7 separate regions of the Mus musculus genome follow, and regions 1, 2, 4, 5, 6 and 7 are each linked to region 3. A link is a contact called in public HiChIP or PLAC-seq and promoter capture Hi-C data. All regions are on one chromosome and are shown on one strand. Each heading gives the region's core, a stretch centred on a gene start, on an enhancer-like site or on the middle of the called end of the contact. The rest is flanking DNA. Distances are from core to core; before and after follow the strand shown. Region 1 overlaps Slamf7 (SLAM family member 7). Region 2 holds the start of Cfap45 (cilia and flagella associated protein 45). Region 3 holds the start of Vangl2 (VANGL planar cell polarity 2). Region 4 holds the start of Itln1 (intelectin 1 (galactofuranose binding)). Region 5 holds the start of Ly9 (lymphocyte antigen 9). Region 6 holds the start of Cd244a (CD244 molecule A). Region 7 holds the start of Slamf7 (SLAM family member 7).

Region 1 (3,227 bases), core at 440-2,939, 400 kb before region 3:
ACACGTACACACACGTAAGAGACAAACTTGTACTCTCTCCAGCAACCAGTCTTAATAGTTTTGATGTATTTTCTTTCATTTGTTTCATACACATAGATTTATTTTAAATATACTTCATATTAACTGAAGGGCAGAGAAGAGAATTGGCTTCTCTCCCTCTTCCTCTCCTTTTTATTTATTTAGGAACAGTGTCTCATCTATCTCACCAGCCCACTCCCCCCCCCTCGGCTTGTTAACACAGGAGTCTTGAGTTTCTGACCTTTTTGCCAACACCTGTGGAGTGCAGCCATTACAGCCACACACGACGACACTCAGTTCACACCGTGCTTGGGCTGCTTGGGTTTCTTGCAAGGCATGTCTTTCAGTGCAGTGGTACTCATGGAGCGCATTCAGTTCTGCGTGTTACCTTTTCCACTTGTGATGCCATGACATTTTCTAGCTTTACACAAATGTATGACGTGTCCTTCCCTCCCTCCCTCCCTCCCTCCCTCCCTCCCTCTCTTCTTTCTTCCTTCCTTTCTTTCTTTCTTTTTTTTTAGACAGGGTTTCTCTGTGTAGTTCTGGCTGTCCTGGAACTCACTCTGTAGACCAGACTTGAACTCAGAAATCTGCCTGCCTCTGCCTCCCAAGTGCTGGGATTAAAGGTGTGTGCCACCACCACCTGGCTTTTTTTTTTTTTAAAGATAAGGTCTTATATAGTCTAGATGGACCTCAAATAATTCTAGATGGACCTAGATGGTCCTTCTGGCTAAGATTATAAGCAAGTTCTACCATAAATTAATTTTAATTTTCACAAAAAGTAAATGCATAAAACCAACAATTAATAATAATAATAATAATAATAATATTGACAGCGTCTTCCTATACAGTCCATGCTGACCTCAAATTTGTGGCTCGCCTTTCAGTGCTGGGATTATAGGCATAGATCCCCCACACCTGACTATAGAACCTGTGTTTAAAAAATTTAGCTTAATTACATTATTTTATGTGTATAGACATTTTATTGGTATGTATATGTATGTACCGTGTACATGCCTGGTGCCCATGGAAACCAAAGGAGGGCACCAGATGCCCTGGAACTGGAGTTACAGATGGTTGTGAGCCACCTCCTCAGTGCTGGGGATTAAGCCTGAGTCCTTTGGAAAACCAGCCAGTCCTTTTAACTGCTGAGCTGCCTCTCTGGCACTCTGCCCTGCATTCTTAAAGCCTGTGCTCTTAAAGCCTGCGCTCACGTAACCCTCATTTCCCACCTCACTTTTAGGCAGTCTCCAGAGTGTGTCTACTGCAAATAGCAACACAACACATGTTTTCTGTATGCGAATTCTGCAGTGCCTTTAAAATGATCAATACAGAGGACGTGGGTCATGGAGATAAAACTACAGACTAAACTACAGATAAAACTCACAACCACCTGGACCAATGTGAAGCCCTGGCTTCTTCCGGCCATACTGTAAATAGTTCTCTTCAGATGCTGCTCTGCGCCTTACCTCTCACCTTTGAGAGAATTTCAGGGAACCCTTCCTTAATACGTACTGATTTTATTTAAATAATATTTTATTTATTCATAAAAGTAAAGTAATAAACACAGTAATTAGCACACAGTGCTTAGTAGCATTCACAACTGTGCCTTGGACAGATGCCTAGGCAGCTCTGGGCAAAGCCTAGCTCAGCTCTTTGTGGTTATGACAGAGTTGCCACGTGTTGGGGAATACATCCTATTTTTAGCTTTCACTTCCCCTCCCATCAGCTCAAGACAGCATCTTGGCTTCTTCTCTTTTAAACATAGATTTGTCTCCTTGATTTCATATCCCTCAACCCTGGAACCTTAGTTCCCTTTCAGCATTCTCATGAAGACATGTAGTTCTTGTTCTGGGAGCACATCAAATACACACACACACACACACACACACACACACACACACACACACACACACACACACACCCTTACTCTACCTGTTCCCATGTCTCTTCCATGACACTAGAAAAAGAAAATAAGATTTTTTGGGGGAGGATATATGTCTGTTTTACCTAGAAGACTAACCTAGTAGAGGTTCTCAATAAAGACTCATTGGGAACAAACAAACAAACAAACAAACACAACTGTAAAGGTTTTCAAGCCATCAAACCCCAGACTCTATCTGTGATGCTAGGTCTTAGACTAGATCAAAAATTTGTATGCAGGCTATTTCTCTATTTTTAAAGATGGACTCCTCTGTAGGCTCAGGGCGTACACGGTTCCCTTGGAGCATGTAGGTATAGTTGAAGTCCAGATGAGGGGTCCTTGTCCTCCATCATCTGCTTTAAAGGACCTCAAATGGTACCAGACAAACATAGGTGTATGTTTGGATTTTCTGTCCTTGTGCATTTTGGCCATTGGTACCTACATACCCTTCTGGGACTCCGTAGTTAGTATTTCTGTGGCGCCCTATAAAGTGGTTCATGAGATATCAAGCAAGAGTGAGTGTATTGCAACAATCCATGAAAGTGTAACACAGCACCTGGCTCATAGCTGCTGGTTCCATTAATAAATTAATAGACTTATTTGGAGCAATTTCAGGCATCTCCCAGTCATTTTCTCTGGGCTAACTGACAGATTCAGTCACACTGGCAGAAAGGAATACAGATTCTGGGTTTGAGGAGAGTTCTCAGCAATTGGACGATGAACCTCAGAGTCCAAAGAGGCTGAGAATAGCTTATTCTGGAAGGAAGTGGTATCAGCTACCACACTGCCAAAATCCTGGCAGGAGCAACTTACAGGGGAAGGGCCTGCTTTCGATTTTGAGTTCTAGAGGTTATAATCCATTGTCATCAGAGGCATGGCGGCTTTAGGGGCTTGGCCTGTGTTGGAGGGAGTTTGCAATGTCTGCTTCTTCATAACATGGTGGACAGGATTCTGCCTGAGGTGGAGCAGAAGGCTTGCCCAGAGCCAGGAGTGACTGTCACTTTCTAGGCCTGCCTCCTGGAGACTCACCGTCTGCAGACAGACTCTATCTTCTATAGGGTCTACAGCACCCTTAAATAACACCAAGTGTTGAACCACACAAGCCCGCAACCTTGAATCTTTTCGACTCAATCCATAACACTCCCGTCTTGGCTCACAGGTCTTGGCTCAATATGCCTACGGTCATCACACAATGCAAAACACATTCCATCTAACTTCAAGAGTCCCTAGCCATAACAGTTCAATGTCCAATGTCTTTTATGAGATGTAAGGCAAAGTCCTAGTT
Region 2 (3,601 bases), core at 403-2,902, 490 kb after region 3:
AACCGCATTTTCCCTCCATTTCCAGATCCGTTAGGCAGCAGATACCACAGCCCAACTATATGGAGAAAATGGCTGATAGGTTGCCGCCTGGATGTCCGATGAGTTGATTTAGTCGCCTGGTGTAAGGAGAGTTTCAGGAAGTTTTCCTAGCCTGGAAGAGTCATAACTGTATGTGCGAGTGCGCGAGTGATGGAAACCACACCAGCATGTATCACTAAATCCAGAATAAATGTTTCTTTAAATCAACTTACATTGCACAAATACATGACTAAGCAGACATATTGCTCAGGGCTTTGCTATGAGCCTCACAGTGGCTCACACCAAACAGCAGCCTGGAACGAGGCACTCCTAACTGGGAGATACCTTCAGGCAGAACACTGGGGATCGATTTCCTGATGGCTCACTTGTCACCCTCCTCTCCCTGCCTTTAACTGTTCCTGCGGTGTGGCAGGAAGAACACATCCTTTGTTTTGCAGTGCCCTCTTTTTGGCCTTACTTTGCTGTTTGGTGTGGGGGCTAATAACTGCCTAAGAGAGGTGTGGCTAGTAATTGGATTCCCAAGGAGATAAGAGTTGAGGAATCCTGGAAATGAGCTGCACAGCTTTTTGGATTAAGCAGCAGCGATGGCAGCAGAATAATCGGTGGTGGTGGCGGTGGTGGCGGTGGTGGCAGAAGATTGTCTCCCTTCCTCTACTACCTACTACTAGGGTTTGTCAACAGTTTTCCACACTTAGGTTGGAGTAAGGTTCTCTAAGACAAGTTTGGAGGGAGACTTGGGGGTCTGGAGAGACCAAGAGCTCAGAAAATAAACATCTGAGAAAGAAAAGCAATCCCTGGTTGGTAGGAGGTTTTGTGGGGTGTGGGATGTGCAGGATTCAAGGACTGCTCAGCCCTGTCCTGTAGATCTTACTAAGGTACAAGGGACCAAGGTGAAACTGTGAAAAATCTTAAATCCTGAAATTATTCCCAGGAGACGTGTTAAAAGCCAGGTTCCCCTAACTTCCTGCCATGGATTTTGACTTTGTTTAGGGTAGGACTTACATTTTGAGTTTGTTTATTTATTTAGTGAAATACATTGCTAAGCTGCCCAGGTTGGTTTTGAACTTCCTGTCTTAGACTCCTTGTATTTTCAGTTAAGTCCCTCAGATCTAAGCTTGTGAGACCGCATACGCATCTTCAGGGCTAGAAGTGTTCTTTGGTCTAGTCAGACTCCTTCCTACTGTGGAATGTGTTTGGTTTAATGCTGCTTGCCTCTCAGCAGCCTGAACTCTCATCAGGTTTGGTTTGAATCCTCCCGGAACCCGGTAGCGGTAACCATGGTAACCTAGGGTGGAAGGGTCTGTGAGGGTAAAACCAGGATCCTCGGCTTAGCTCTTGGGGTCTTGATAGTTGAGCCCTCCGGGACCCATGGAAAGTAGACCCTTTAAAGTCTGAACCTGGCTTGAACTGGGTTAAAAGCCAAAGTGGACATGATGGGCGTATCCAAAGGGCGCAACCTTCAAGAGCCTGGTTCCAGCTACTCTAGGGCGGGAAAAGGTTGAGGGAGGGGTTCCTGCTTCTAAACTACCTCGTGACTGCTCCAGGAATTGGGCGGGGCGAGGGCGGGTCTAAATCGCTGAGTGCTAGTTCTTGGGTTGCTATGGTAACGCGTCAGCTCCGGCGGAGCCGGTGGAGGTGCCTGCAGCTGAAGCGGCCGCAACGATGGTGAGGGTCTGGGTAGCTGTAGTTCTTGAGTCCTGAAGTGGTTTGGGGCTCTGAGAGGGAAAGGTGGAGCTTTCTCTAAGAGTCTGGGGAAGACAGGAAGTTCTGGGAGTGAGGACGGGACGACGGCTGGAAAGGAAGTCTCAAAAGACTGGTAGGGTTGAATGGGGGATGTGCTGCACCTTCTCCCCCATCCTCTTGAGCTGAGTCCTCTTGGGCTGTGACGTGAGATGTTGAGAAGAGCACCCGTTAGAAGACCATAACCAGCAGGGTGATCATGGGAAAGGCACCTAATGTTTCAGAAGAGCCTCTGTTCTCACTGCGTGGGAATGATTTGGGCACATCATAAGCATTAGTGAATGAATGAATGAATGAATGAATGAATGAATGAATGAATGAATGAGGCAGGGAATTCCTGGGGGAATGATTGGGATAAGTCTGCCAGTCCTGATATTCTTTGGATGGCGGCGGATGGTCATGGTCATAGACTGTGAAGACCAGCAGGGCCTCGCAGGAGCCTGTGTTGGCTCTGAAGTGTTAGGGGAGTCTGCGGACAGGTGTCGGGGCGTGTGGTTACTGGAACTTACTTGAAATGGCTGGCCACTTGGGTGGCTGAGGTGGATATCTGGGTTGTCTTGGTAGGCCTCCTTTAGTCTCAGTGTCTGTCTTGCTCTTACGGGATTTAGTGGGTTTCAGAAGAAGCTGGGTTCCGAACTTCTGAGGACTCCCTGGCGTGCAGGGATGGGGGTCCCTTTTGGCTGTACATTTTACTTAACTGTCTTCCCTCAGCACAGCAGTGTGTGTGTGTGTGTGTGTGTGTGTGTGTGTGTGTGTGTGAGAGAGAGAGAGAGAGAGAGAGATATGACCTGACACTATGCCTGGTACCAAAGGACAAGTGTTAGAGGTAAGTTCTTCTGTCCTGTGTTAAAGGTGCCTTTTTCCCTAGCATTCAAGGGAATGCTAATCTCTCCCAAGCCCAGAGATTCCCACCCAGAGACCACTCAGGACAAGAGTTTGCCAAACTTACTGACCCTAACTTACTGGAATTTTCCTTTGGATAGGAATGGGCATACAGACATGTCAGGGGGCAGTGGGTTTGAGTAATCACCAGCAAGCCAGGAGTGTGTGTATAGTGCTAATCACAGCTTTTTGTTTGAGAGCATGGAGGGATGAGAGGTGGTGGCAGCAGGGAGGCTCATAGACAAGCTTCCAGAACTCCCCCAAAGAAAAGGATCAATAGATCCTATGGAGGGAGAGGCTGGAGGCTCATCTTCAACCCTGGTGTCAAGTTACCGGGATATGTCACAGGTGGGCAGCCTGGTCCATTTAAAGAAAGAGGACAACCAGGTGGATCACTCATAGCGAGAGGCAAGAGACCTGATGTGAGGGAATCCCTCCTTTCCCATAGCCAAGTCTGTGGAGTGGGAAGTACTCCCAGGCCAAGAATCTGAAGCCGGACTTTGTCAGCCTGTGTTGACTCTGTGTGCGAAAGAGGAACTGGATCTGAGTGGGAAGGAACGTCTAAGAATGAGCAGCCTTTGTCTTTGTTCCCTTGACAGGTGGTGGTGTACTTACGTCAGGGAAACTCCACACCGACCTATTCCAGTCCCGGCTTGCCTTGTCTTGCTTGAGTTTAAGCCAAATCCCCTAGATCCTGTCATATACAGATACTTTGTTCTCAACTAGAAATAGTTATGTATATAAATACTGTGTTTCTTGGTCATAAAATAGTTACCTATCATTGCAGAAAACTATTCAATATAAGAAACATGATAGTTACACTCACCCAAAATGCAGGGACCAGAGGGCAGTGGTGAACCACCCAAAATGCAGGGACCAGAGGGCAGTGGTGACATAAACGTGCGATGTTATGCCCGGCTTTATTTTATTTTATTTTTTT
Region 3 (3,555 bases), core at 448-2,947:
AAAGTCCATCTCCCCAAATAAACATCACCTAAGACAACTCACTACTCACTACCCCCCCCCCAATGCACAATCCTCACAGGGGTCTCACACACTCAAGACACTACCCTTGAATCTAGGCAGGGCCATTCAAATCCTGCAGACAGCCTTCCCTGTGGGCTTTCTGCCAGGAAAATCTGCCTGCAGAGACAAGAGGTACCCCCAATACACACTCAAAATACACACTAGCAAAGACGAGCACATATCCACAGCTATCCATCAGTACAGGTTACTCACAAGAGCACAGATTCACACACACACACTCACACCCCTTCCCACCACACAGGTGCATACACACCTACCCCATATATGCCTACCACCCATTCAGCTTTTATAAACCCACCTTCTCTAATACCTGCCCATCTCTTTCCCATAAGCCCCTCTCTCAGCACATACACACACAGACACACACCCCTTCCCTTGAGTATACACACAAATACATACCCAAATACACAGCAGATGTGTGTGGTCAGCTCTCTCTCTCTCTCTCTCTCTCTCACACACACACAGAGAGAGAGAGAGAGAGAGAGAGAGAGAGAGAGAGAGAGAGAGAGAGAGAAACATCTACACATCCAAACCCAGGGCCCACCTGCAGGAACACGCAGTACGTCAAAGCGTATATGCACACACACACACACACACACACACACACACACACACACATACACACACAAAACAAAGAATCATGCATACTGATCCCCCAACCAACCCTTTAAAACTCACTAATGCAGTGCTTAGGACCTTCGATGAGTAAATAGGACAAGGGACAAATATGATGTCGTTGGTTCCCCACACACACCCCAACACACATTCACCAGTATCGCCGCAAGTCCCATCCTTGGGCTACACACACACACTGCTGTGCGGGGCCATCTCTCAAGGATCCACTCTACCCCCTAAACACATACCTGCCCCTTCCTCCCCACACTCCAAAGGTGTGTATGCATCCCTACATACCTTCAGCTTCCAATACCTCCAGCCTCCGATCCTTCCACGGCCTCTCCCACCACCTCCAACACACGCTACCCAATCCCCGGCTTCAATGGGTTCCCTTGGGATCGTTCAGGCGCCCGCCCTGGGCCCCCCGGCCCAGGAAAGTCCCCGGCTCTTAAGGCCTGGGCTCCGCCCCTTCCCCATACGCCCCTTCCCCTCCCCAAAGTTGGGGTTACTCCGCTGTGCAGTGGAGGACAGACCGGAAGGGGGTGCCTCAAGCCCCCCTTCCCCCAGAAGCCATCCTGCTTTCTCCAGGGCCGGGCGCTCCCTGGTCTTTTGCATGGTTTCCTTCTTTTTTCTGTTGCTTTCTTTCTTTCTTTCCTTTTTTTTTTCCGCAAACTTTGCCCGCGCCCCCGCGGCCCGCCACTCACCCGCCACTGCGAACAGCCCGGTGGACTGGGCGCACGCCCCACTCCGCTCCGCGCCTTTGTATCCGCAGCGCACCCGGTCTTTCCGAACTCCGCGCTCCAGAACCGGCAGCGCGGGCGATGGGGGTTGACGAGGGGGGCTCCTGAGGTCGCTCACCCCGGCTCCGTCCCAGACCACTCGCCTGTTTCCCCCTCGAGGCCCCGGGGGCAGGGGGCCGGAGGGGACTGCAGGGCACTCAGGCTCCCATGGCGGGACCCAGAACCAAGCAATCGGGGATCAGGAATCAGATCTGGAGCCGGCGGCGGAGGGGGAGGGGACCAGAGGGGGAGGGGACCAGAAGGGGGCAGGGGGCGGGGAGAGAGCTCCCAGGTGCCGCCTCCCGGCTGTTCCCGCAGCCGCCGCCCCTCCCGCTGCTGCGTCCATTGTCTGCGGCCCGGCTCTTCCCCGAGTCGCGGCACCCCCAGCCCTGCGCCTGGCCATGCCCTGCGCCCTCTGGATCCTGGGAATCCGCTCCTGGCTTCCAGACCTGGCCAGGAAGGTGTGCTCGAAGCTGCCTCGGCTCTTGGCTTTGGTCCAGCCCGCAGCCCCTCTTGGAGCTGTCTTCTTCGACCCCCGATTGAAAACCTTTCCCCTAGGCCCTGATGTTGGCCATATTCTCTTCTTTAGAACCACAAACCTGGTCTCACAAACTCCAGTGGAATCTGAGACGTGGGGAAGATTGGTCCCCTCCGGCCTAGAACTGCGAAAAGGGTCATCCCTGATATTAATTAGTGACAAGAGACAGGCCCCTCTCCCATGTATACGGTATTTCCCTGACACCATACCCCTCCTTCTTCCAAAAATAATTTAATTACTCGGTGTTCTAGCTGTGAGCGAAGACCGCCTAGTCAGACTGGGACGCTCACTCATTAACACGTTTTCCTCCCCTCTGGTTTGAGTGTTGGGATTAATTACAAAGGGAATCCTGCCCTAGGGGAGAGGGGGAGGGGGAGAAGACGAGGGCCCGCGACTTGGGGCACCAGAGGAGAGGGGGGCCTTCTCCCAGGAAGCCTAGAGAGAGAGGAAAAAAAAAAAAAAACCCGGGTGGATGCGGAACTCCAAAACTTTTGGCTAATTTAGCTTTGCAGGTAGGACCCAGGGAATGTAGGCTAGAATAAAATATCTGGCACATTTAGGGCATTTCCAGTTCAGAGCACACTAAGAAACAAACCAGTTAGAGTTGCTAAAGTGCCTAGGAACCCAACAGGGACGAGCCCACCATAAAGTAGCTGTGGGAAGGCCAGGTTGCCCTCGGAGTGAATGAAAGCAAAAGTATTATTACATTATTACATTGCTGCTAGTACTATTTACCTTGTAACCTGCCACTTACCTAGAACAGTGCCGCTTCAAAAGCATCTTCGAACACGTTTCCACACCCCCACCATCTCCACCTTCCAATTCTGATACCTGCCCCTCCCAACCCTGTGATTAAGAAATCCCAGAGAAGGCGACTCCCAGTCTCTGTTCCTTTCTCTAATGGAGTCTTCCCTAAAACTCAGGCACATCTCTGTTATACATTCGAACCAGTCCCCAAATGAGGACAGATTGTCTTTGTCCGCATATGGCTGTTCAAAGGTGAAGAAGCTAAACAAACGCTGCTTCCCTTCAGCTCTGCCCAAACCCTTGTTTCTCTCCAGCCACTGTTCCCGCATATTAGCAAAGAACTTAGCGTTAAGACGACGTGAATGAAATACAGTCATAGTTTCAAGTACCACAGTCTCTGCAAACACAATGACCTTCCTTCACCTACGTCTGTCATGTGCCAGGCACTGGACTGCTCTGGGGGTCCTGTAACCACACCAGGAATGCAAGGAAAGAGCAGAACAGTGGAAGACAGTAAAAGGAGACAGAAAGACCTCAGAGTCCCCTTACCTGTCCAAAGCACACCTCCAGTGTTGAGCACTAGTCTATAACTTGACAGTGTTAGAACTGCCACATTACGTTGCGGGCAGGATCTCTTTTATGTTTAGTGTAAATTATATTCACATTCTGCCAGCTTGTTTCCCAGACCCGGAGACAGGCCCCAAAGAATTGGAAATGAGTTTCTGACGTCAGAATTACAAATGACTTTGTAGAGCGGGCCCCAGCTGAAGTTTGAGATGTAAGTCAAGATGTCAC
Region 4 (3,419 bases), core at 784-3,283, 490 kb before region 3:
CTTTTGAGTTAGGGTTTCCCCAGGCTGGCTTAGAGCTTACAATCCTTTGCCCTCAGCTCCCAAGTTTTAGGATTACAGTGTACTCTTAAATGCTTCCTCACTCACCTTGTGCCTTTGTGTGCTCCTGCTTGATTTCCTTGCAGCTTCTGGGCAGAGAGGAAAAGAAAGAATTGCCCCACCTGTTGGTGTCCAGGTTCTCTTCAGCTAGGGAAGATGCAGAGGTTCACTGTTATGTGACACCCAGGCTCCCCTTGTCATTCATCCTAATCTCCTTCCGTGACACCTGAAAGCTTCACTCTGAGAATCCACAAGGAAGAAAGACAAGAGACTTGACAGCAGGGGAGCACTGAGTCCTAAGTCCTGAGGGGAGCACTGTGTTCAATGTCCCGAGTAAAGTGAAGTCCAGCTTTGCAGGTAGAAGAAATGCCTAATGAGCCTGAAGCATGGGTACTGAGGTCTGCAGTGCAGAGACTTGACCAAGAGACCATAGAAGGAAGAGCTTTGCAAAATAGCCTGGACTCTTCAAAGTCCTAGAAGGGCAGAAACAGACTTTGGGGTCAGAAGTACTCTGGGGTAAATCTCCACGTTCACAAGTCAAGTCCTTCTGGGCTGTAGTCACCGTATTCCCTGGTGCCTAACGTCAAGCTGAGAAAGACTTCACAAGACTATCCTGTGAAGATAAGACAGCATTTGAGGACTTGCCTTTTTCCTTAAAAATACTAAAAAAGTAGTGAAGATGAATTATACATTTGTAAAATACCACTGAGTTCTTGTAGAGAGTAGGCCTGAAGAAAATGTTGTCTGGGCACAAACTAGACCATGATTTTGGCTCTGAAACCCTAAAGCTACAGTCCTAAGCTTGAGGAGTGATTGGGACAGAACACAATTCTTGCTAAGCTTGCTAACTGACAGGGAAAAGACACAGTTTTGTAGATGTTTCCCATGAGCCACAGACAGGCACAGAGACTGGACCAGGACTCAGGGTCTCAATCTCACTGCCTCAGGACGGTTTCTTCCAGAGGCATTAAGCACCCACCCTACATCTCAAAGGCATCATCTCAATGGGGATGGTTGTATTTGTATGTTCAGGAATATAGAGTATATATCCACAATTAAGGAAAAGAGGCATACTTTGCTGAGAGTAGGGGTTTGGCGTAGTTGGGAAGGGCTGGAAGGGATGATAAAATGAGTGGAAAATTAATACAATTGTTTTTAATTTAAAAGAAAATTTAAAAGGCATGATCAGCTGGTCTGCGATGTCTTTAAGTCCAGCACCACACAAGAGGCTGAGGCAGGCAGATCTCTCAGTTTGAAGCCAGCCCTGTCCACAGAATGAGTTCTAGGACATCCAGGGCTACACAGACATATCCTATTGTTGGTGAGCATGATTTCTGGGCCTCAGAGACCCAGATCCTGGGAGCAGCCCAGTCTAGTGTGGTTTGCCTCTAAAGCTAGAGGTGACTTCAAAAGTGGGTACCTGAGGCAAGACTCACCTGCACTGCAACCTCTGGTAGCAACCATGATAAACAGCAGGAATCCCAGTTGGGTCATGGTGGTCTAGAGAAAAGCAAGATGAAAGTCACTTTATTCTGACATTTTCCCATTATTCCTGTCTCAGCTCCTAGCTTCTCCTTCAACTACTCAAAGGTCCCTTTGTGGTTTTTATTTTATTTTTTTTTATTATTTTTATTTTTATTTTTATTTTTTTCTTTTGGTTTTTCGAGACAGGGTTTCTCTGTATAGCCCTGGCTGTCCTGGACCTCACTTTGTAGACCAGGCTGGCCTCGAACTCAGAAATCCGCCTGCCTCTGCCTCCCGAGTGCTGGGACTAAAGGCGTGCGCCAGCACGCCCGGCCCCTTTGTGGTTTTAAACTCAGTACCTTCTGGATTTACCTGTGACTTGAGCCAAAATTCTCTCACACCACTACCCCCACCTCCATATTCCACAAACAGCAGTCACCTTCCCTCTGCACCAGGCAGGAGCTGAGAGTTGCTAGCTGAGTAATGGCAGGAACCTTTCTCTGCTGAGGCTCCTGCATGTGTGAGACTTTGGTCCTTTTATGGGGAAAGCCCAGTGAGGCACAAACTTTCCTCTTGGCAAGATGCCCTATGTAGATACAGCATCTTATTACAGGGTAATTCTGAGATTAGTGGGCCCTAAAAGACAAATATTCAGTGTGGTCTACCCATATTGTTCCATATTCTAAGAGGTGATGTTGGGTGTTAGTTTTCAGCTTGTATCTTTCCTGTAAATTATATATTTCTCTTAAAAAAATCCTAACATCTACCATAATCATCATTCATAGGAAAAGGAAATATTTGCGAGTGCTGGTGGTGGTGGTGGTCATTCATAGGAAAAGGAAATATTTGCCAGTGCTGCTGGTGGTGGTGGTGGTGGTGGTGGTGGGTTTTGAGATTGGGTCTCATGTAGTCCACTGTCTGGAACCATGCCAGAGGAACAGCAAAACAGCTTTAGAACTCGGGTTCAGCCTACCTGTTAGCACAATCACAATGGGTGTGCCATGGAGAGTCAGAGCACGGAGGACTACTTTTCCAAGACAGGGTTTCTCTGTGTAGCCCTGGATGTCCTGGAACTCATTCTGTAGACCAGGCTGGCCTTGAACTCACAGAGATCTGACTGCCTCTGCTTCCTAAGTGCTGAGATTAAAGGCATGCACTGCAACTGCCTGGCTCCTTTTTAAATTTCAGTTTCATATTGTTTGATGCGTGCACATGGAGAAACACACCGGTTTTCCTATAGACTTTATAGCTAGCAAAAATATTCTGTTGTTCATTATCTGCAGGTAATTTCAGATTTCCTATACAACAGATATCTTATAGGAAAACAATAACTATTGTTTCTTCCTTATCAATCCCTAAGCCTTTCTTTCTCTCCTGTTACAAGTATCACCTCGTAAATGTCTCCAGTACCATGTTGAATAGCAGAAGGAAATGACATCCTTTCTCATCATACAAGGAAATATTTCAGTGCTGTGCAGGTAAATATAATGGTTTTTATTTATTTTTAAGATTTATTTTAAGGTTATGCATGCATGTATACATGCATGTATGTATGTAAGATTATGTGCATGTATGTGCAGGTACCCCAAAGTCCAGAAGCTATCACATCCCAACAAGCTGGGGTTACAGGCAGGTGTAAGACAGCTGAAAAGGATGTTAGGAACCGAATTCCAGTTCTTAAGGACTGAACCATCTCTCTACCCCATGTTGCATATTTTGTTATAAATAACCTTTATTGGGTTTTGAAAGTTTCTTATTTGAGTTTTTACAAAAGAAAAGGTCATTTTTTTTTTAATTAATGAATTTGTGCCTATGGGTTGTGTCCACTTGTTCCTGAGTGCATATGTATCCACACACTTAGTGACCAAAGGCTGGCATGGGCTATCTTCTTCAATCAT
Region 5 (3,353 bases), core at 93-2,592, 420 kb before region 3:
TCATTTGTTTTGCTTTGTTTTGGTTTTAAGTACAGTCCATATTTCTGATAAATATTGTTATCAAAGCTTTTAAGAGCTCAGGTGTTTGGTCAACACAACTCATTTTCCTATGAAGACTCTGCGGTATCTGTTGCATGACCCCAGTCTAGATCCCCCGATTCCAGGGCTCCTGAGGCTTTGTAGAGTACTCTAGGAATTTAGATCAAATCAGACAAGATCTGAATCCTGGCTACTTCAAGAATTCTGGGTGCAAAAATTATAAGATAAAAAGAAGACAAAGAAGTGTAGCTGTAGGGCTGGAGAGATGGCTCGGTGGTTAAGAGCACTGCTGTTCCAGAGGTCCTGAGTTCAATTCCCAGCAACCACATGGTGGCTCACAACCATCTGTAACGGGTTTTGATGCCCTCTTCTGGTGTGTCTGAAGAGAGCAATGGTGGTGTAGTCATATCATAAAATAAATAAATAAATCTTAAAAAAAAAAGAAGTGTAGCTGTAGCCTAAAGGGAAAGGAAGAGAAGAAGGAGAAGGAGAAGGAGGAGAAGGAGGAGGAGAAGGAGGAGGAGGAGGAGGAGGAGGAGGAGGAGGAGGAGGAGGAGGAGGAGGAGGAGGAGGAGTCACGTTGTCTAGGGTCACCTGGGCATATGAAGCTTCTATGGTCCAGGGGATACAAGAATTAAGACAGGAAGTAGAAAGAAAATCTAACAGTGTTTGTGCCCCCGGAGGCTGCAAGGTGGCTTGTCATCAGAAGGGTTTGCTCTGATTGCTCTGTGAATTTGTATACATTACACAGAAAACAAACCGGAGACAGTGAGTATGAAGGAAACATGGTTTGAGACTGGGCTAGAATATTACCTCCTCATGGTGATTCAATGTGTTTGTTCTCTCTCTCTCTCTCTCTCTCTCTCTCTCTCTCTCTCTCTCTCTCTCTCTCTCTCTCTCTCTCTCTCACACACACACACACACACACACACACACACACTGCATACATACTCTTACATATGTACAGTTCTCAAAATAAAGTATAGTTGCAGAGTACTTACCTAAGGAAGGTAATTTCCTGATTTTACCACAAGAATCTATCTTCCGGGCAGAAGCCCAACCTCAGAGACCGCGTGTAGCAAGCAGAACTTACCCATGAGTAGGAAGAGGAGAGGAATCCAAAGAATGGGAGAAAATATCTGCTGCTGACTCATTCTTGGATTTTCAGAGAGTGGACCTAGAGCCCAGTCACACCAATATCTCTTTAGATCCGCCATGATGGTGTACTTCCAGATTTCAAATTAAAGGAGATGCACTTACCACAACTTCCTGAAGTATGTGAGTGCACGCGCATGCGTGGTTTGTGGTGCACGGTTTGTGGCGTGTGTGTGTGTGAGTGTGTGCATGTGTGCATGTGTGTCCCAGGAAGAGCTGTTTATATTGAGCACGACAGACTCCTGCATCTGCTCAGACTGAGGGAGAGGTCCCAAGCACATCCAGATCCTGCAAGGAAATTGTAAACCAGTGCTGGGCTTCACTTGTTTCAGTATCAAAGATGAGCTCTAACCATGAATCTAAAGATGTCTACTAAGTATCCTCACTTCTGGACATTACTGTCCTCTTCTTGGATTCAGGCTGAGATTAGTGGCTTCTTATAGTGAATAGATGTGACAGAGCTAGTGATATGTCACTTCTGAATACAGGACAAGAGAAAGGCTGTGGCTTCCATCTCTTTCTTTCCCATTTCCAATTCCCCCATTTTCTTCTCTCCTTCCTCTAATTCATGTCATGTGTGTGTGTGTGTGTGTGTGTGTGTGTATGTATATGATATATATATATATATAATGTAGGTTCTACATAGGAAAGAAATTATGAATATCTTTCTGAACCTGGAATATTTCCCTCAATATAATGATCTCTAGTTCTGTTGATTTTCTTGAATGTCTCATTTTCTTTATAATTGAAGAAAAATGCTGTTTTGTTCGTATACGTCATTTTTCCTCTATTGATGAACATCTAGGCTGAGTCCCTAAGTTGGTTATTGTTAATAGTGCCTCAAGAAATGTGGCTGAATATCTCTGCCCTATGCACAGGGATTTTGATTTATGATGCAGAAAAGAATTTCAGGACAAGTCAGTCAGAAGCAAAGTTAGTTTAAATGAGAAAAGAATGTGCACTCTAAGAGAGATGGAATCCAGGGTGATGTGTACCTCAGTACCTTGGCAGTAACTATACATATCTGATTTTGTGGATTTTGGAGTTACATTGTTTGAACCATACAGGCTATACATGGGGTTAAAGAGTAAGTAAAAATATTCTGGTATGCATATTTTATATAAAACATTTTCCTTTTGTAGATGAGATTATGAGGTGGTGTGTAACTTTCATTGTGTCGGTTTCCAGATAAGAAAGGAATATTGACAAGATAAGAACATAGACCACAAGACTCAAGGGAATTCCCTCTGTGTGTGGGTGGCACAGAGGTCAACATTGTATTTTGACTGTAAGCATGATTCATTAATTGTCTTAAGAATCTTGGTTGTGGTATTTTCTCAGAAAGGGGAACATAAATCCTTTGCAGGCCATCTTACAAGTGGCTTCATGAGCTGTGTTGAGATTTTTGACTCTTAGCCTGTATGAGATGGGTGAGATGACTTATACCCAGTGAAGTCACCCTTTCTTGAGTTTTCCAATCAAACAACAGAGATTTCGTAAATCAATCAATTGATCAATGTCCAATGGAGAAATCAGCTTACTGGGTACATCTGGCTTGATCCAGCTTTAACTTCCCTCCACCATTATTCCACACCAGCAGTGCCTATTGCTCTAGATGTTCCTTGAATCCGTGAAAAGGCTCCAGGAAGTTCTTTTGGGGGGTAGTGTTCCTTCTCTATGGCTCACACTGGGGATTTTCCCCTGGTTAGGTCTAAGACAGCCATGGGTAGGGAAGCTGGGAGAAGGGTTTCCAAAGCCTTCCTCTGCCTCCTCTTCTTCTGCAGGGTTGCCTGAGTCCTGAGGAGAGGGATTGGATGAAGACAACCGAATTTGAGCTGAGTGTTTTCTGCTGTCTTGCTCTCGACACATTGCTTGGCTGTGGGTCTCTGTGTTTGTTCCCATCTTCTGCAGGAGGAAGCTTCTCTGAAGATGACTGAATAAGGCACTGATCTATAACCATGACAGAACACTGTTAGGAGTCATTTTATTGCTATATTCCTCTAGCAGAACACTAGTATTTGGTTCACCCCTAGGAGTCTGACATATTTGGTCTCAAATTCTTGGCCATCTATGCAGTGTTTGGGTATGGCTTCCATCTTATGGGGTGGGCCTTGGTTGGTTACTCCCAGAATCTGTGTGCCACTATGGCACCTGCATAT
Region 6 (3,351 bases), core at 172-2,671, 470 kb before region 3:
TCTATTGCTCTCTTCAGACACAGCAGAAGAGGGTAATCAGATACAATAACAGATGGTTGTGAGCCACTATGTGGTTGCTGGGAACTGAACTCAGGAACTTCAGAAGAGCAGTCAGTGCTCTTAAGCCATCTCTCCAGCACTTATTATGGCATTTTCACACCAGTATATTCCAGAGCTTTCTATTCAAGCTCTCAAGGATAGCTATTAATTTGGTGCTGAAAACTATCTTGAAGGGAAGCCAAGTTTCCATTTCCATGTATTGCTTACCTTCAGGGGGAAGATCATAGATTTGTGTTTGTGTGTGTGTGTGTGTGTGTGTGTGTGTGTGTGTGTGTGTGTGTGTGTGTGTGTTCACTTGGGCATGTGTGGAAGTCAGGGGTGGAGTCCATCCTCCCTCTTCATCAGGAGGATTCTGGCGATTATGCTCCGGCTGGCAGGCCTGATGATGAGCACCTTAACCCACTGAGCCATCTCGCTTACCCAACTGCTGTTGACTGTGAGGACTCAGAAAGCAATTTGGTCAGCACTACACAGGTTGCAAGTTGATGAGCTGGAGTTCAAGTCCAGGTCTTTGACTCCAAATTGACTGTCTGTCTGGTCCAGAGCATCCGTTGCTTGCCACCACTGGCAGCCACCTGTCCTATAAAGGCCGCTCTTGCTCAGTGTTGGTCGGGCTAGAAACAGATCAAAGAATGGAATGAGAGGATGGGCTTGGGAGAACCACACGTGTTTGTTGCTAAGGGGAAAAGAAGAGGAAAAGAGCAAGAGGCCTGGCTTCTGGATATGGCCTTGAAGTAAAGGGTCCTGAGGGAGTGGGGTTCGGGGTGGGGTGGGGTGGGTACCACTGACTCCACCCCTCCTTGGAGTTCAAAGGATCTCTGCTGCCTGCTCTTCTACAGGATGAATCCAGCCACGGAAGGGGGTGAGCACCACAAAGCGTTTCACATCCTTTGGTTGTGGAGGGGTGAAAGGAGGAACACAGTTTGCATATGTTGAACATTTGAGATCAGACTTCCTGGGCTCATGAGATTTTTCCCAGCAAGTCTAAATGTTATGTCTCTTCCTTAATCACCCCATATGCTCTTCCTCTTCCACGTTAGTACCTACTTACTCAGGGTTCTTCTTCTCAGGCCACCCTACCCCTAAGTTCCTTCAGACTTCTGCTTCCACGGTGTATGCTGGTTTGGGGCAGCCTGGAATAATGACTGTTGGTTTTCTTTCCCACCCTGTGGGAGCCACTAAGAATTCAGCACCAGGCTGAGGAGGACCAAGGGCTGGGATTTTGCAACTGGTTTTTTGTGAGTCACTGTGCACTCTGAGTACCCACCCACTGGAGGCATCTTAGCTTGTGGGAACCCACGTGGAGGGACTGAGGCTTTCTCGGTAGCCTTGTCAGTGCACAGCAGAAGTGAACAGCCTTCAGTTGAGGAAATTGTGGCTGGACAGGCAGTGAGGTAGTTCTGCTGTGTCCTGCTGACAGTTAGCTGCGAGCCTATTGACATCTGAGCACCTGGAGAAGACAGGGCCCCCGTAGTCTGCTCTGTCCTGTGGTGATGTTGGGGCAAGCTGTCCTGTTCACAACCTTTCTGCTCCTCAGGGCTCATCAGGGCCAAGGTAAGGATTTTTGTGTTGGTGTGGGATGGGGCCTGGCATACACCCATGGGTGCCTGAGTGTGTGAGGGAGATCAGAAGTTAGAGCCTCTGATTATGCCATTTCGATAGTCACCTGGAACACAGAAAGCCAGAGGAGAGGTTAGAGAAGGTGGTCCAGGTCCTTAGGGCTATTGTAAAGTGGGTGGAGTTTAGTCTGTATGAAAACTGTGGAAAACTGGAGCGATGTGTGTACAAGCCTTCTCTGGAGCAATGTGTGCATTAGCTTTCCCTTTTCTCGCTCTGGGAGTGGATTCATCACCAGCCATAGCTTTTTCCTTCATTCCGACACAGTTTCACACAAACACCACCTTGTCATTGTCACCTTCCCCACAGAATTCGTGTCCATTCTGAAGAAAAGGATGGTCTGGGAGTTGTGAGGAGTCCCTGGATGCTTTGGGTCTGGGTGAGGTAAGGTAGAGAAAAGAAGGTAGGACAGGCAGGGTCTCACGAGTCAGCACAGAGACTGCTCCACTTTGGGTGGGTTGGGTTGAGCCTTGCATTTCTCAGGGACTGTTTTCTAGTTGTCACTGTGCTGGAGGGGACCCCGGGAGTCCCTCTAGCAGGCCCAACTCATTTGCATTCAGCTTCTGGTCACCTTACCTCCTCTCAAATGAGGCATGAATGGAGGAATCTCTTCCTGAGGAAGAGATTTTGGCTCAGGACTCAAAGAGACTCTGGTTCAGTAGAAGTCACCCCAGGGGCAGCCAGATGATGATGACAAACCTTTCTTACTAAAGTGTGATATCTGCATATCAGTGTACGTGTCAGTGAGTCACTTTTCTGATGACTTTGGGACAATCGTGCGTTTATGTCCACTCATTGTCTACTGTCTTTCCCATAAACATAAGCAATATTCTCACTCCAAATCTCACAGATTAGTTTTGCCTGGATGTACGTGGCATCCCATGGTATGGGTTCCTGACTTCTTTTACTTGACACTTCTATGACGTTTGTCTATGTATCTTATCTCTTTGATGGGAGTTTCCAGTCCCTGCATGCCATGCATCTGGGTGAGATAAGACAACTCCATCCCAGGCTTACACCATCCTCTGCTCACTCTCTTGAGGGTGAGCACCTGATCTTTAAAATGGTTTTACAGTAGTGCCATGAGCCTTTCTGTCACACAGCAATACACCTTCAAGGTCACATCATGGGGTCTAAGTGTCTATATTCTTAGTGGGTGTTGTCAAACTGTTTCAGGAATGTTTGAGCCATCTAGTACATGGGATTTCAAGTTGTCACAAGGCAACTGGCATTTTGTTCTGTGTGCCTGTGAACAGGAAATGAAATTGCAATGATGTAGAGCCCACAAAGCAAAAGGCCAAAGCCATGGCTTGATAACTTCTTTGACATTTTGCATGCAACCCCTATAGCAGAGCCAGTCATGAATTAATTATCATATTTACAATGACTTTTCTATATTATGAGAACTAGGCAAAATTTAGCAAGGAAACAGTTGAGCTGAGGTCAATTTTTTGTTTTTAAAGATAGAATCTCTCATATTCTAGGCTGTCGTATAAGACCGAGCTTTGGTCATGGGAGGCAAGGGCCCTACTAACTAAACTACATCCCACACCCAGATTATACCCATGAAAATCTTCCAGTCAGGAAAATAGGTGTGTACAATGCCAACTCCAAGGGAAGGCAGAAGAGGCCCTGGCACTGTCAGTCAGGGTGCATTGAAAGGGAATCTGAGAG
Region 7 (3,417 bases), core at 142-2,641, 370 kb before region 3:
CAAGATTTCTTCCCTACAGTCTAAGGTATTTTGCTGATAGTCAGGTGGCGCTTGCTTCTATGTCCTAAAAATGAACTTTATGGCTGGTCTTAGACTCTCAAACTTCTGACTCAGTTGGAGTCTTTAGTTTTATTGGTATCTCTCTTTCTTCCCTCCCTTCGCCCCCCCCTTTTTTAATATCTCAATCACAAGTGTGATATGAAAGTAGAAGCTGGGAGACTGGGCTGGAATGGTCTAAATGGGGGTGGTGGGTATGGTGGTGGTGGTGGTGGAAGGGAGTGGCAGATGGGGGAAAACCAAAAGGAAAGATTGGAAACTTAGTATTTCATAAATGTATTTAAAATGTAATAATTAGAATTTAAACAAGGTTACCCTGTATGGGTGGCCAGAATTGAATGGAAATACCAATGTCAGGTGGACAACATCTTGCCAGTTGTCTGTCAGGGAGGTTCAGGGAGGCCCAGAGGCTCCCAAAACAGGACAGGCTATCACCACTGCTCTTGGTTGCCCACCAGAATTTGATGGTAAGACCCCATTGCTAAAGAGACCAAGCACATACTTTGGATACAGAACACAGAGAAATCAAGCTGGAACTGAACTGGAGGTCTCCTCCCTGCTGGCTAGCTTTCACAGCTCTGCAAGGCGCTATGCAGGCCGCTGGGGGAGAAGAGTCACGAATAGTCTTACCTTTGAAGGTACAATCCTGACCTACCTGACACCATGTCCCCATTGGTACCATAGTGGTGTGATTATGTCGGAATAGCCAGTTACTTTCTGATTGGATTTGAGGCCAGCCAGAAAGAACCCATGTTTGATACTATAAACTTAGTCCAGAACCTGTGGCTGGGTGCTTCAGGACCTCTCAGGGGGAACCCGTTACTGTTGCTTTGCTAAATGGACATACTGTTAAATTGCCTTCTAAGCACTCATGTTTATACCCACAAGTTAGCACTACTTTCAGCCTTGCTCAGAGATGCCACTGTGGGCAGTGGTTAGTTCAGAGACTCATACCTGGTCAAAGTCCGGAGAATCAGTGATGGAGTACTCAGCTTTAAGCAAGGCGTCTGTATCAGGGCTCAGGAAACACTGTGGAAGAAGGGGTGGAAAGAATGTAGGAGCTAGGAGACAAGGAGGTGTGCTGTGAAATGACATCTTCCCATCATGACACATTTCATGGTTTGCTGCAGAAGCTCTGCCAGGCTTGGGCCTTCAACATTTCATCATGGGTAGGAGTGAGGCTCATGGAGCCCTCCCCTCCCCAAGGGACTATTGGCAGTTAACGGTTTCTGGGGGAAGGAGTGTCGTGGTCTTTGATGTTGTTACCACCAACAAATAGCAGATGCTCTAATAACCGCCCACTAGTGCTCATGTAGGTAACCATAATTAGATTCTGTGGATCACACACACACACACACACACACACACGCCAAGCGATGTGAAGCCAGGTATGACTGTTAGGGAGCAGAGTCCAATCAGAGGAGGATGGATGGGAGAGTAACAGGTGTGAAAGTGACTAAAACTCACCATATTTGTGAGGAAACTGTCAACGAACAATCTCTTTAAAAAAAGAATAGAAAACAAAGATGCCCGTTACTGAGAGTATAGTGTAGGTTCTCCTGCTCTCTCGCTCTCTCTCTCTCTCTCTCTCTCTCTCTCTCTCTCTCTCTCTCTCTCTCCCTTCTCTCCTCTCTCTCTCTCTCTCTCCCTCCCTTCTCTCCTCTTTCTCTCCTCAAAGGCTCCATAAACCCTCCAGTCTATCTGGGACAGACTGGGATTTCCTCTGTTCAACTTTTATCAAAGTGGAGAGGTGTTTTTTGTTTTTTTGGTTTTTCGGTTTTTTTTTAACTATTTCCCACCTCTTCTGATGACTTTTACCAACTTTGCTCAGTGTATTTTCCAGAGATTCATCAGGTCACGCCTGTGTGTTATCTACCATCTTTCAAAAGCCTGCCTATATATCTTTCCAACATGGCTCATAGACAGTTATTTGTTCATCTTGACCTAGTTCAATTAAGAGCCAGAGGTGTATTTTTTTCTAAGTACATCCTATTAGCAAACATTTCCTTAGCAAAGCCAGGACAATAACCCACATCAGTGACAACAATTCCTGTCATACTATATCCTATCATAGACATTAATGAGTATTGCTTGCTTTTGTAACACATTATACAGATGTGGGCAATGATAGAAATAATAGTTATTAGAAAACATTGTAATTTTGATTCCTGAAATTCTTGCCAAACAGAATGGAGAGGTGGAAGAGCCTAATCATATAAATTGACCCAGAAGGGGTTTGGGTCACTCAGCTCATAGCTTTCCTTGTTCCTGTAAATGACCAGACCAAGATCTTTTGTGTAATATGGAGAGAATTATGAAAGGGAAAGAGGCCCAGATGAAGTCAAATTAGGTCACTGAAAAGTCCTGAGGTGTCCCCTAAGGATTCCGTGGACAGAGATTGAAAAAGAAAGAGTAAGAAAGGAAAACCTGGGGCTGGAGACATGGCTCATCGGTTAAGAGCACTGGCTGCTCTTCCAGAGGTCCTGAGTTCAATTCCCAGCAACCACATGGTGACTCACAACCATCTGTAATGAGTTCTGATGCTCTCTTCTGGTGCGGCTGAAGACAGCTATGGTGTACTCACATACATAAAATAAATAAATAAATCGAGAGAGAGCAGACAGAGAGAGAAGAGAGAGAGAGAGAGAGAGAGAGAGAGAGAGAGAGAGAGACCTGCCCTTGAGAACTAACCTCAAAACAGCAGTCCTGGCCAGCACTCTGTCTTCTCCGTAAGATCCTATTCTGTCGTATTCTCTTTCGTTCTTTGGCATGAATCTCTTACCCATAAAGAGTGAAACATTTCTAGACTAAGTCTTAAACTTAGCAATTTTGTTATCTCAGTAGCTTAGGCCGTCCTACTGGGTCCTTTGATGGGATATATTCAGTTTTCCACCTGTTTTTCCTGAGCTCAAAGCTTGCGTATGCAGCCATCCGTCAGCATCTGCATGGAGAGGTTTAGCAGGCATCTGAAGCTTCGAATGCACCACGTCAACTCTTGCTTTCTCACCTTGAGCCTCCTATTTCACCTGAAGCATCTTCTCCATCCCAGGAAATTGCTGTTAGAGTCACTCAGCTATTTAGGCCGGACACTTGTAGTTTTTCCTACGTCTACTCTGTCATGTCCCATATCCAACTGTCAGCACATTCCATGGACTCTATGATCTTGTTTGAATATGAGTAGTGTTCCACAAATTTCTGCATGTTAAAGTTTTTGTCCTCAGGGTGTTACTATTGGGTGAATGCTTCAGTAAGAACTAATGTTTTAGGGGATTCAAACACTTCAAAGAGGACTGCATGGCCCCAGTATCCTCACCTCCCTGTTCTTCCTGGCTCATGATTGTAAATAGTTCACTCCACCAC

Evidence for each region. Promoter capture Hi-C pulls out the DNA fragments that hold promoters and counts their contacts. HiChIP or PLAC-seq counts read pairs in DNA pulled down with a chosen protein or histone mark.
Region 1: a promoter capture Hi-C map of the HPC-7 cell line shows a contact between it and region 3. The contact joins the enhancer-like site here to the promoter of Vangl2 in region 3. A contact is called at or near these places in 3 of 39 promoter capture datasets (the C10 cell line, the HPC-7 cell line, HPC-7-derived erythroid cells and 1 more), 5 of 115 datasets of contacts at active chromatin or transcription factors (the 230-238 cell line, bone marrow-derived macrophages, large pre-B cells and 2 more) and 1 of 9 other capture datasets (liver).
Region 2: a promoter capture Hi-C map of embryonic stem cells shows a contact between it and region 3, with 4 times the contacts expected there. The contact joins the promoter of Cfap45 here to the promoter of Vangl2 in region 3. A contact is called at or near these places in 4 of 39 promoter capture datasets (the C10 cell line, the HPC-7 cell line, embryonic stem cells and 1 more), 2 of 484 Hi-C or Micro-C datasets (both in embryonic stem cells) and 1 of 9 other capture datasets (pancreatic islet).
Region 4: a promoter capture Hi-C map of the HPC-7 cell line shows a contact between it and region 3. The contact joins the promoter of Itln1 here to the promoter of Vangl2 in region 3. A contact is called at or near these places in 4 of 39 promoter capture datasets (the HPC-7 cell line, cranial neural crest, hematopoietic stem and progenitor cells and 1 more), 1 of 484 Hi-C or Micro-C datasets (bone marrow-derived macrophages), 2 of 115 datasets of contacts at active chromatin or transcription factors (both in embryonic stem cells) and 1 of 9 other capture datasets (liver).
Region 5: a contact with region 3 is called in an H3K4me3 HiChIP or PLAC-seq map of stem cell-derived neural progenitor cells, with 3 times the contacts expected there. The contact joins the promoter of Ly9 here to the promoter of Vangl2 in region 3. A contact is called at or near these places in 4 of 39 promoter capture datasets (the C10 cell line, the HPC-7 cell line, HPC-7-derived erythroid cells and 1 more), 1 of 15 datasets of contacts at CTCF or cohesin (large pre-B cells), 4 of 115 datasets of contacts at active chromatin or transcription factors (the 230-238 cell line, embryonic stem cells, large pre-B cells and 1 more) and 1 of 9 other capture datasets (liver).
Region 6: a promoter capture Hi-C map of pre-B cells shows a contact between it and region 3, with 2.5 times the contacts expected there. The contact joins the promoter of Cd244a here to the promoter of Vangl2 in region 3. A contact is called at or near these places in 12 of 39 promoter capture datasets (3T3-L1-derived adipocytes, the C10 cell line, the HPC-7 cell line and 8 more), 4 of 115 datasets of contacts at active chromatin or transcription factors (embryonic stem cells and stem cell-derived neural progenitor cells) and 2 of 9 other capture datasets (adipose tissue and liver).
Region 7: a promoter capture Hi-C map of the HPC-7 cell line shows a contact between it and region 3. The contact joins the promoter of Slamf7 here to the promoter of Vangl2 in region 3. A contact is called at or near these places in 5 of 39 promoter capture datasets (the C10 cell line, the HPC-7 cell line, HPC-7-derived erythroid cells and 2 more), 3 of 115 datasets of contacts at active chromatin or transcription factors (the 230-238 cell line, bone marrow-derived macrophages and large pre-B cells) and 2 of 9 other capture datasets (embryonic stem cells and liver).

Annotation. Positions count from the first base shown.
Region 1 is chr1:171,629,957-171,633,183 of GRCm38.p6, forward strand. Slamf7 (SLAM family member 7) reads right to left here. Exons shown (of 8, transcript NM_144539.5): 8 at 2,447-3,227. Among named protein-coding and RNA genes, the nearest start is that of Mir7683, 10 kb to the right of the region's middle. Within about 2 kb of position 1,690, at least 83 of the 459 cell types and tissues checked have an H3K27ac peak or open chromatin away from gene starts, as enhancers often do. A contact at or near this core is called in the 230-238 cell line, the HPC-7 cell line, bone marrow-derived macrophages and 2 more, where this site is marked.
Region 2 is chr1:172,519,478-172,523,078 of GRCm38.p6, forward strand. It overlaps Cfap45 (cilia and flagella associated protein 45), which reads left to right and starts at 1,653. Exons shown (of 12, transcript NM_027972.1): 1 at 1,653-1,704. The coding sequence starts at 1,702.
Region 3 is chr1:172,025,598-172,029,152 of GRCm38.p6, forward strand. Vangl2 (VANGL planar cell polarity 2) reads right to left here and starts at 1,698. Exons shown (of 8, transcript NM_033509.4): 1 at 1,401-1,698.
Region 4 is chr1:171,533,261-171,536,679 of GRCm38.p6, forward strand. Itln1 (intelectin 1 (galactofuranose binding)) reads right to left here and starts at 2,034. Exons shown (of 8, transcript NM_010584.3): 1 at 1,961-2,034; 2 at 1,494-1,557; 3 at 106-204. The coding sequence starts at 1,551.
Region 5 is chr1:171,606,068-171,609,420 of GRCm38.p6, forward strand. Ly9 (lymphocyte antigen 9) reads right to left here and starts at 1,343. Exons shown (of 10, transcript NM_008534.3): 1 at 1,133-1,343. The coding sequence starts at 1,256.
Region 6 is chr1:171,557,772-171,561,122 of GRCm38.p6, forward strand. Cd244a (CD244 molecule A) reads left to right here and starts at 1,422. Exons shown (of 9, transcript NM_018729.2): 1 at 1,422-1,614. The coding sequence starts at 1,554. It overlaps Gm35200 (a long non-coding RNA gene), which reads right to left. Exons shown (of 5, transcript XR_373705.3): 3 at 1-674.
Region 7 is chr1:171,651,646-171,655,062 of GRCm38.p6, forward strand. Slamf7 (SLAM family member 7) reads right to left here and starts at 1,392. Exons shown (of 8, transcript NM_144539.5): 1 at 1,012-1,392.